Linked DNA regions of Mus musculus: region 2 is linked to region 1. A link is a contact called in public HiChIP or PLAC-seq data. All regions are on one chromosome and are shown on one strand. The core of a region is the stretch at or near the end of the contact, and the rest is flanking DNA. Distances in the headings are between cores, read along the strand shown. Region 1 overlaps Enpep (glutamyl aminopeptidase). Region 2 has its middle 94 kb from the start of 6330410L21Rik.

Region 1 (4,022 bases), core at 1,467-3,966:
ACAAGTAGCTTTCTACCAGACTCAGAGGAAAATTCCGAATGTTACAGGAACTGGAATGCAGAGTTCATTGTCTTTGTCTCACTCCTTGTGATCACGGTGACCCCAGATGCAGAATTCACACCAGTCTCTCTCTCTCTCTCTCTCTCTCTCTCTCTCTCCCTCTTCTCTTCTCTCCCATGTGCTTCCCTGGGTGTCTTTAACACTTTCAGATTTATCTGTATACTAGAGCCTTTGGAAGTGATGTCCTCACTCATATCAAAAGGTAATTGAATTGACATTAATTAATTATAATGTCCGTGTTCACTAGAGAAGAGATTGCATGCATTTGCTCAAGGATTTGTGCAAATTGTACTTTCCAACATTGTAAAAACTGTTGGCTATAGGGTCATACTTTCCCAAGCTTGAGGGCTATTCTTATGCCACAGTAAGAGCGACCCCTACAATGAGAACATGACAAGAAAATCACGACTCTTACCTTGATTTTCAATGAATATATATATATATATATATATATACACTATTCTTTCATACAAATCTTTAAGAAATTTTAATCAAAAAGGCCTCTTTCTTACATGTTAGAATGAAATTTCACTTATTTAAAATTTTGTGCCTCATTTAAATTATAGTAGTAATAAAAATTATATTCAGGTTACAGTTCATTAGCTTGGGAAGCTGTATTCCCTGATAATCGGTGTTTTTCCTGTATGCAGATTTAATGTGGAAGTGTTCAATGTTGCTTCCCTTTGTTGGGTGTTATTTCTAAAATCCAGAGAAAATAGGACAGAAATTCCTGTGACCTGGATAAAAAAATAGAGAGAGAAATTGGTCAATTCCATGTCCTTCTAGCTTATTTAAAATACAAAGGAAGATGGCAAAGGGAAGGTGGAGGAAAAGAGGAAAGGGACATTAGATTGGCCGAGAATCAGACTGTCCTTAAATTGTACATCACTCGGGTTTCTAAGTCTGTGTCCTTGACATGCAAGCTGTCTCTCTGAACTCACATGTTCTGTCTTCTCAGTTCTCATTTAAAGGCTTCACTCTTTTTTTTTCCCTAACACTGTATCCCCCAAATAGGTGCTGTTTATAACCAACGTCATAAATAAAAGATGGGGGAAAGTAATAAAAATGAATTACTGTAAAGAGAAGAAAAGACATAAAACCAGAGAGGCTTGGAATAAAAGAGCAGTCATGTAATCCTTCAGAGAAAAGGGAGGGCTAGGGAGGGACGACACACTGAAGTCTGGAGGCTACAGGAACTTCTCCGTGGGAATGTTGAGAGCATTAGGACTGAGTTTGTGCACAAACGATTTCTGCCTCTCACTCTGAAACATTATTTTTAGCCTTAAAAAACAAAGTCAACCAAAGAAGTTAATTTGGTAAGAGACGCTGTGAACAAGTGGAAAGAATGCATTTCTCACCAGACTGTCTTTTTCCACAGATAAAATTGCTATTCCAGATTTTGGCACCGGCGCCATGGAAAATTGGGGACTTGTCACTTACCGAGAAACAAACCTGCTTTACGACCCCCTACTATCGGCCTCATCTAACCAGCAGAGAGTGGCCAGCGTGGTTGCCCACGAACTTGTACACCAGGTAGAGAGGGCCTCCCTGAAACAAATCCACTTGCTTTTTAAAACTGGCCTCTTTCCACAGCAGTAATACAAAGTGTGGATGACTAACGAAGTGAAACAGACCCACTCAGAACATCCCACGTGAAAGCTAGTCTAAGCCTTCACTAATATTTTACTGCACAGAAACTTTCCAGCGGTTCTCAACCTGTGGATGGTCACCCGGTGGGTGTCAAATGACCCTTTCACAGAGGTTACCTAAGACCATCAGAAAGCACAGATATGTCTATTATGATTAATAGCAGTAGCAAAATTAGAGTTACAAAGTAGGAACAAAAAATAATTTTATGGTTGGGGTCACCACAACGTGTGAAACTGCATTAAAGGGTGGCAGCATTAGGAAGGCTGAGAACCACAGTTTTAGACTGTTTTGCATTTAATAAAAACACAAGAGACCTTCCTATAACATTATATATTCCTTAAATTATATTAATAAACTGGAGAATTTAACATTCCTCAAATCAAGATGAAGTGGGAAATACATGTTAGGTACAATACTGATTGCTTCTGTGTCAGTTACAAATCCACGCCATGAAATTTCCTAGCACCTCCCTACTGCGAGAGTAAGCATCTATTTCCCCGTTGCTTTTCATTTCAGTGGTTTGGAAATACTGTGACCATGGACTGGTGGGACGACTTGTGGCTAAATGAAGGATTTGCTTCGTTCTTCGAGTTCTTGGGAGTAAACCACGCAGAAAAAGACTGGCAGATGGTGAGTCCTAACACAATCTGAATCTGTTTCTTCGTGGAAACCCAACTGAAGCCTTTGACAGAGGTCTAGGATCAGTGTCAAATATCCGTTGTGAAGGTAGTCAGAAGCCAGGAGCCAGGAACTTCCCCTGAGCTGCTCTTTGCCAAGAGCCTTTACCTGGTCATTGAGGCAGTAGGGAGCCATAGACAAACACCTGTCTAGATGGGGGATCAGGGCAGAAAGTGTAAGAAACGCCCACCTTGCATTTCCAGGAAGTAGGGTGTCAGCCCTTCCCAAGTCTTATTTTATAAGCTCTTTGACTTGAGCTGGTTGCTGCAAGGCTGTGATGTGGTGAAAACTTAGCAGTTAGGTGCAAGCTCACATCCTAAATGCATCAGCTCTCAGATGCACAGCAGGAAGCCTGGCCACAAGCGAGGTGCACGCTCTTCTCTGGGTCAGCTCTCCCTTTCATGTCCGATGAGAGCATTGTTCAGTATCAAGTAAGCGTTCAAGTTGTCAAACTGTAGGCTTAGTGAACGTTCTCAGTGTGCTCTCAAGGGACCTGGAATAAAACTTTCCAGGATTGCTACAGAATTTTCTTTAGGAAAATTAAGCCTTTTCTGTTTGTATTTAGATCGTGTAAGTATTCGTCTCTGGCTGAATATATGCATGTGTGTTCACTCCATAGATGTGTATACCTATCTCTGTGTAGATGTAGATTACCATGAAGTATGTAGAATACTGCCCTCTACTGGACTAGTTTGTGACATTGAGTAACTTACCTTGTCTGCATCCCTTTAAAAAGAACTGCCTCGTCCAGTTGTTGTAAAGGCGAACAATAAAGTGTATTTAAAGGGCTTAGTCTCCCACGTGAATTTGATAAAGAAATAACAAGACTGCTCAACTTGGAGTTATTTTTATCTTTCTCTGACTTCTGAAAGTATTTTTAAGTGACCTCTAAACTCCAATGCTTCCTAAGTGTCGCTGAAAAGCTACTAAAGGGCAAATTTAAAAATACAGGAGCACACCATCCAACAGAAGTTTAACTTCCCTGGGGCGCAAGAGTCTATAACAGTTTTCCTTTTTCAACTTTAAAACTTTTTTTTTTCCCTGCCTCCTGCCTCTTCCCCCCATCTCCTCACTGTCCCAACTTTTCCTTCTCAATTTTATGTCCTTACAAAACAAACAGCAAACAAACAAATGAAAATACACTCGGGTGTAGGACCAGCTACTGGAACATGGGGTAGACTTTCCAGGGCCACATTCCTGAAGAAAAATGGAACCCTCCCCTGCATAGCTGCCATCAATGGGGGTGGGGCAGCTCCTAAGCTAGGGGTACATAGCATAAGCTCTCCCCAGTCCAAGCTGGGAAGTTTGGTTGACTTGATCTTGTCCCTGTAGTCCCAGCTGCTGATGTAGGTTAAAAAGTTTTAAGAAGCAATTGTTGTAAATCCTACCCCCCCCCCAGGACTCCCCCTCCCCGCTTGAATCCACAGAGATCTGTCTACCTCTGCCTCCAGAGTGCCGAGATGAAAGGAGTGTGCCATCAGCCTGTCCCTTGGGAAATCTATCTTTTACATTAAATACTTGCATCCCCCCTAACCTTCTTTGAAAGGTGAGGGGAACTGCTCTGCAAAGTTGAGTCTTTAAACAATTTACATCAGGGTTTTTCCACCCGGGAACTATTAACATTTGGGGCAATG
Region 2 (3,982 bases), core at 1,425-3,924, 350 kb before region 1:
TTTCCCCTGAATTTAGTAGAGTCTGCACTGAGCCAAGGGTGAAATCTGGTTCGCCACACTCTCGACCACTTTTGTTACAGACGCGGATGAAAAAGGCAAGGAGACCCCGGGAGCTCTGAGGAAGAGGAGCCAGTAAGGGATACAGGGCATTTCAAATCGGAGCTTGGGAATCTCACAAGAAATTATTTCATTAGGAATTAAAGATGAGATAATGAAGAAAGCGGAGAGGGAGCACGCACACTCTTCTGCTTTGACTTGCTCCCCTCCTCTGCTCTCTAATCTCATTGATGTGGACCCCACCCCCACCAACCTTCATTCCAGTTTTAAAGTGGTGTTTTAGGTTTTAATTACTGTTTAAATACAGAGAGGTCTCTAACCTGAAAGCCCCTTGCCCAAGGACGGACGATACTTCTGAGATGCTGGAAGCTATTGTTCGTATGAGATAACTACAAGCAAACAAATTTGTTTGGAGGAGCTTCATCACATGAAAGGTGGGCAATGCATAGGCAGGAAATACGTCAGGTATATGCTTGCCCCTGATTGGATCCGATGGGAACTACGGAGGCCTTGTGGTTTGCCTTTCACATCTGCAAGCTGTGACCCATCACCATTTTTCTGGGGACTCAAGAATGGACCTGACCAGAGTCCATCATCCTGGTTAGTATTTGATTAAAGTTTGCTTCAAATTCGGCTCAAAAATTGAGTTAATGGTCTCCTTTTGGGGGGGGGGGGGCGTTGTTTGTTTGTTTTTTCGAGACAGGATTTCTCTGTGTAGCCCTGACTGTCCTGGCACTCTCTTTGTAGAACTCAGAAATCCTCCTCCCTCTGCCTCCAATGGTCTCCTTTTTAACTGATGGGATTAACACTGTGAGAGGCAGCGCATCTGAACAGAAGTACATCTGTTTGTCGTAAGCCGGAAGTGATAACAAATACTGTAAATTTTAAAGTAATCAAAATCACAAATGGTAGGAAGAAGTCTTAACCACGTGGCTTCAAGGTGCTCCTATGTTACAGTTTAGCATCCTCTACCAAACTCTGAGGACCTGTCTTGTTCCTGCTTCATCCCAAAGCATAGGTTTTGGTTTTTTGGTTTTTTGTTTGTTTGTTTGTTTGTTTTTTGTTTTCACGTGTCTTGTGGCACCCACAAGGCATTTTATTTTCATAAAGGTGTTGCCATTTTTCTTGATCAAAAGGACCATCATAAAACTTGGCGTAGCTCTCAGAAAAATAAGATGAATGCAGAAATGTGGCCTTCGGTCGTTACTCATGATCAGAAGAGAATCTTCATGATCTTGACCTTGAAATTGGTGCAGTTGGTGAAAAAAGTAGTAGCCTGTGCCAAAAGCCATCTGTCTCTGCCCCTGGAATTCATCCCACAAGAACCTTTAAGATGAATCCTTGGGCTTCCCCTTCTAACTCACTTATAGCAGGAAATGTGGGGTTTTTAAAAACTAAATTCTTTTTTGTTCCTTTAAAAATTTCAAACAATGCATTTGATCATACTTTTCCCCTCCCCAAACCCTCCTAGATCCAACCCACCCATCCAACATCACATGTATCTTTCTACATATCTTTCTAAAAATAAATAAATAAAACCTCCAAAAATGAAAATCAAAACAAAACAAAAACCCAACCAACCAACCAACAACAAACAATAAGATAAATAAATAAGTAAAAAAATAAAAGACAGAGGAAAAAAATGGAATCCATTTGTGCTGTGCAACTACTGCTGGGTCCCAGGCCTGCCCTGGAGTGTTGACATTGGAGAGAACTGATTTCCAGAGTGTGGTGTTTTAAAAGCAGCTGTAAAAGCAGTTGCGATCGTTAGGATGTTTGCCCTTACAGAGAGTCAGAGCAAGCATCAGCGCTGGCATAGCTCCAATCCCCAGGGCTGTAGGATATCTAATAGCTTCACCTGGTTCAGGACACGGTAGCTGAAAATCTTCTCTTTTGCAGTCCTCTTTTGATGATGTTTTCAGGCCATTCACACAGTGCCAGACTATGATGGTGGCTGTTCTTTGGAGGCCTGGCCTCAGTATAGCAACATTCCTTTCAAACTGAGATGACCAAGCTGAGCACTAGACTCCAAAGATGGTCAAATCCTAGACTAGGAAATGTATTCTTCTTTTATATTAAAATAGAGATTAGCAGCTGGGCATGGTGGTGAATGCCATTAATCATCTCCCTTGGGAGGCAGAGGCAGCTGGATCTCTGAGTTCAAAGCCAGCATGGTCTACAAATTGAGGACAGTCAGGGCTATAACCGAGAAACCCTGTCTTGAAAAGCAAATGAGGGGCTGGTGAGATGGCTCAGTGGGTAAGAGCACCCGACTGCTCTTCCAAAGGTCAGGAGTTCAAATCCCAGCAACCACATGGTGGCTCACAACCATCCGTAAGGAGATCTGACTCCCTCTTCTGGAGTATCTGAGGACAGCTACAGTGTACTTACATATAATAAATAAATAAATAAATCTTTAAAAAAAAAGAAAAGAAAAGCAAATGAACAGATGATGACAATAAAATGTAGAGATCAGCACCGAAACCTACTAGATCTAGCTCTCTCAAAGAATTAGACTGTAAAGTCATAGCTCACTGGGCATCTATCCAACAGGTGACCTAAAATACTCCGACATGGCATGTGGGAGGAGCCTGTGGGCATGGGGGAGGAGCCTGTGGTTCTGGACCTGCACCCCCAGCCTCTTCTCTGAGGACTTCCTGTCTCTGATACTATCTTTAGTTCTGCTCTGATGTCCTCGACTCTTGCGCAAATTCCATGAACTTACGTCTCTTTTAAACCTCCGCTTGCCTGTGTTTAGTGTACCTTGAAACCAACCCAGTACAACCTGTCATTGCAAATGTCCCCTCCCACTGCATTCATCCTCCAGATCTAACCTCAACATCCACAGAATCACTGAGGGAGCTTTTCAGATACCGGCCCAGTGGGTTCAGGAGACTGGATCAACGTCTCACTAAGTTCCCAGCTGTCACAGATGCTGCCGGTTCAGAGATCACACTTTAAAGAGGTGTAACTGGTCACGTTTCTTCAACTCCCCGACTCCCAGTTCTATGGAAAGGGAACTTTATCTTCTTGGTCTAGTTCTGCCTACCCGGGATCGCTTGGTTATTTTGATCTGATCTGCTTCTGGCAGAGGAACAGACGATTTGAGTCACACAAGCCGGGCCACCTTGGTTGGCTCTTTCCTCCGGAGTCGTGGGTATACTGGGTAGCTGAAAATACCAAAACATGCATCCAACAGGATTCACTAAAACTTCCAGCTCATCTGTGTAGAGGTGGCCTGTTGAACCAGATTTTACCCCCCAAACCTGTGATTTAAACACACAACTGTCTCTCTTCTCTTAATTCATGTCAAGCCATGACTACACATGAAGTGAAACACGTTTCTAGGGCACGGGTGAGCCCAGTACAGTGCGAATCTACCTGCTTGAAATGGGTTTCCATAGTTTATATCCTGTTCTTCTGCCATCTCAGAGAGACAATGAAGGACAGACAGACTCTCACGTAGCTGGCCCCATTGTTGAGGTCTGTGAATCTGATCTCCAAGTGCGGACTGACTCCTACAAGAGCCCAATGTCGTTCAGAGCCAAAGCCTCCTCTCTTTCTGCTGCCCTGTGCATCCCAGGCAGGATACCTGCATCCTCGGTATCGGGGCGCTGGGATGGATGGTGGCATTTTAACTTCACTTGCCGATCGATCTCAGTGCCTTCTCTTTCCAGCTGGCCCCAGCGGCCCTTTACTTCCTCTTTAAGGATGAGGCACTCGGAGGAGGGCACAGAGGAGATGACAGGGACGGATGGGACTGTACTGTGAGACGTCCTCTGGCATGTGTCTTGGGGAAAATAAAGAAGTGGTTCTAGCTTGTGGGGCTTAGAAGAGATCCCACCATAATTTATTTCAGCCTTGTCTTTGGAGTAGGTCCTATTGTACATTAACTTTTAAAAACTCAAGTCCTAGAAAATCGAAT

Evidence for each region. HiChIP or PLAC-seq counts read pairs in DNA pulled down with a chosen protein or histone mark.
Region 2: a contact with region 1 is called in a BATF HiChIP or PLAC-seq map of CD8 T cells, with 6 read pairs. The contact joins two enhancer-like sites. A contact is called at or near these places in 5 of 484 Hi-C or Micro-C datasets (the HPC-7 cell line, bone marrow-derived macrophages, cerebral cortex and 2 more), 10 of 115 datasets of contacts at active chromatin or transcription factors (CD8 T cells, Th17 cells, acute myeloid leukemia and 5 more) and 3 of 9 other capture datasets (adipose tissue, embryonic tail and liver).

Annotation. Positions count from the first base shown.
Region 1 is chr3:129,307,340-129,311,361 of GRCm38.p6, reverse strand. It overlaps Enpep (glutamyl aminopeptidase), which reads left to right. Exons shown (of 20, transcript NM_007934.3): 5 at 1,439-1,593; 6 at 2,227-2,340. Among named protein-coding and RNA genes, the nearest start is that of Enpep, 23 kb to the left of the region's middle. Within about 2 kb of position 2,716, at least 29 of the 459 cell types and tissues checked have an H3K27ac peak or open chromatin away from gene starts, as enhancers often do. A contact at or near this core is called in CD8 T cells, where this site is marked.
Region 2 is chr3:129,657,728-129,661,709 of GRCm38.p6, reverse strand. No RefSeq gene overlaps it. Among named protein-coding and RNA genes, the nearest start is that of 6330410L21Rik, 94 kb to the left of the region's middle. Within about 2 kb of position 2,674, at least 32 of the 459 cell types and tissues checked have an H3K27ac peak or open chromatin away from gene starts, as enhancers often do. A contact at or near this core is called in CD8 T cells, where this site is marked.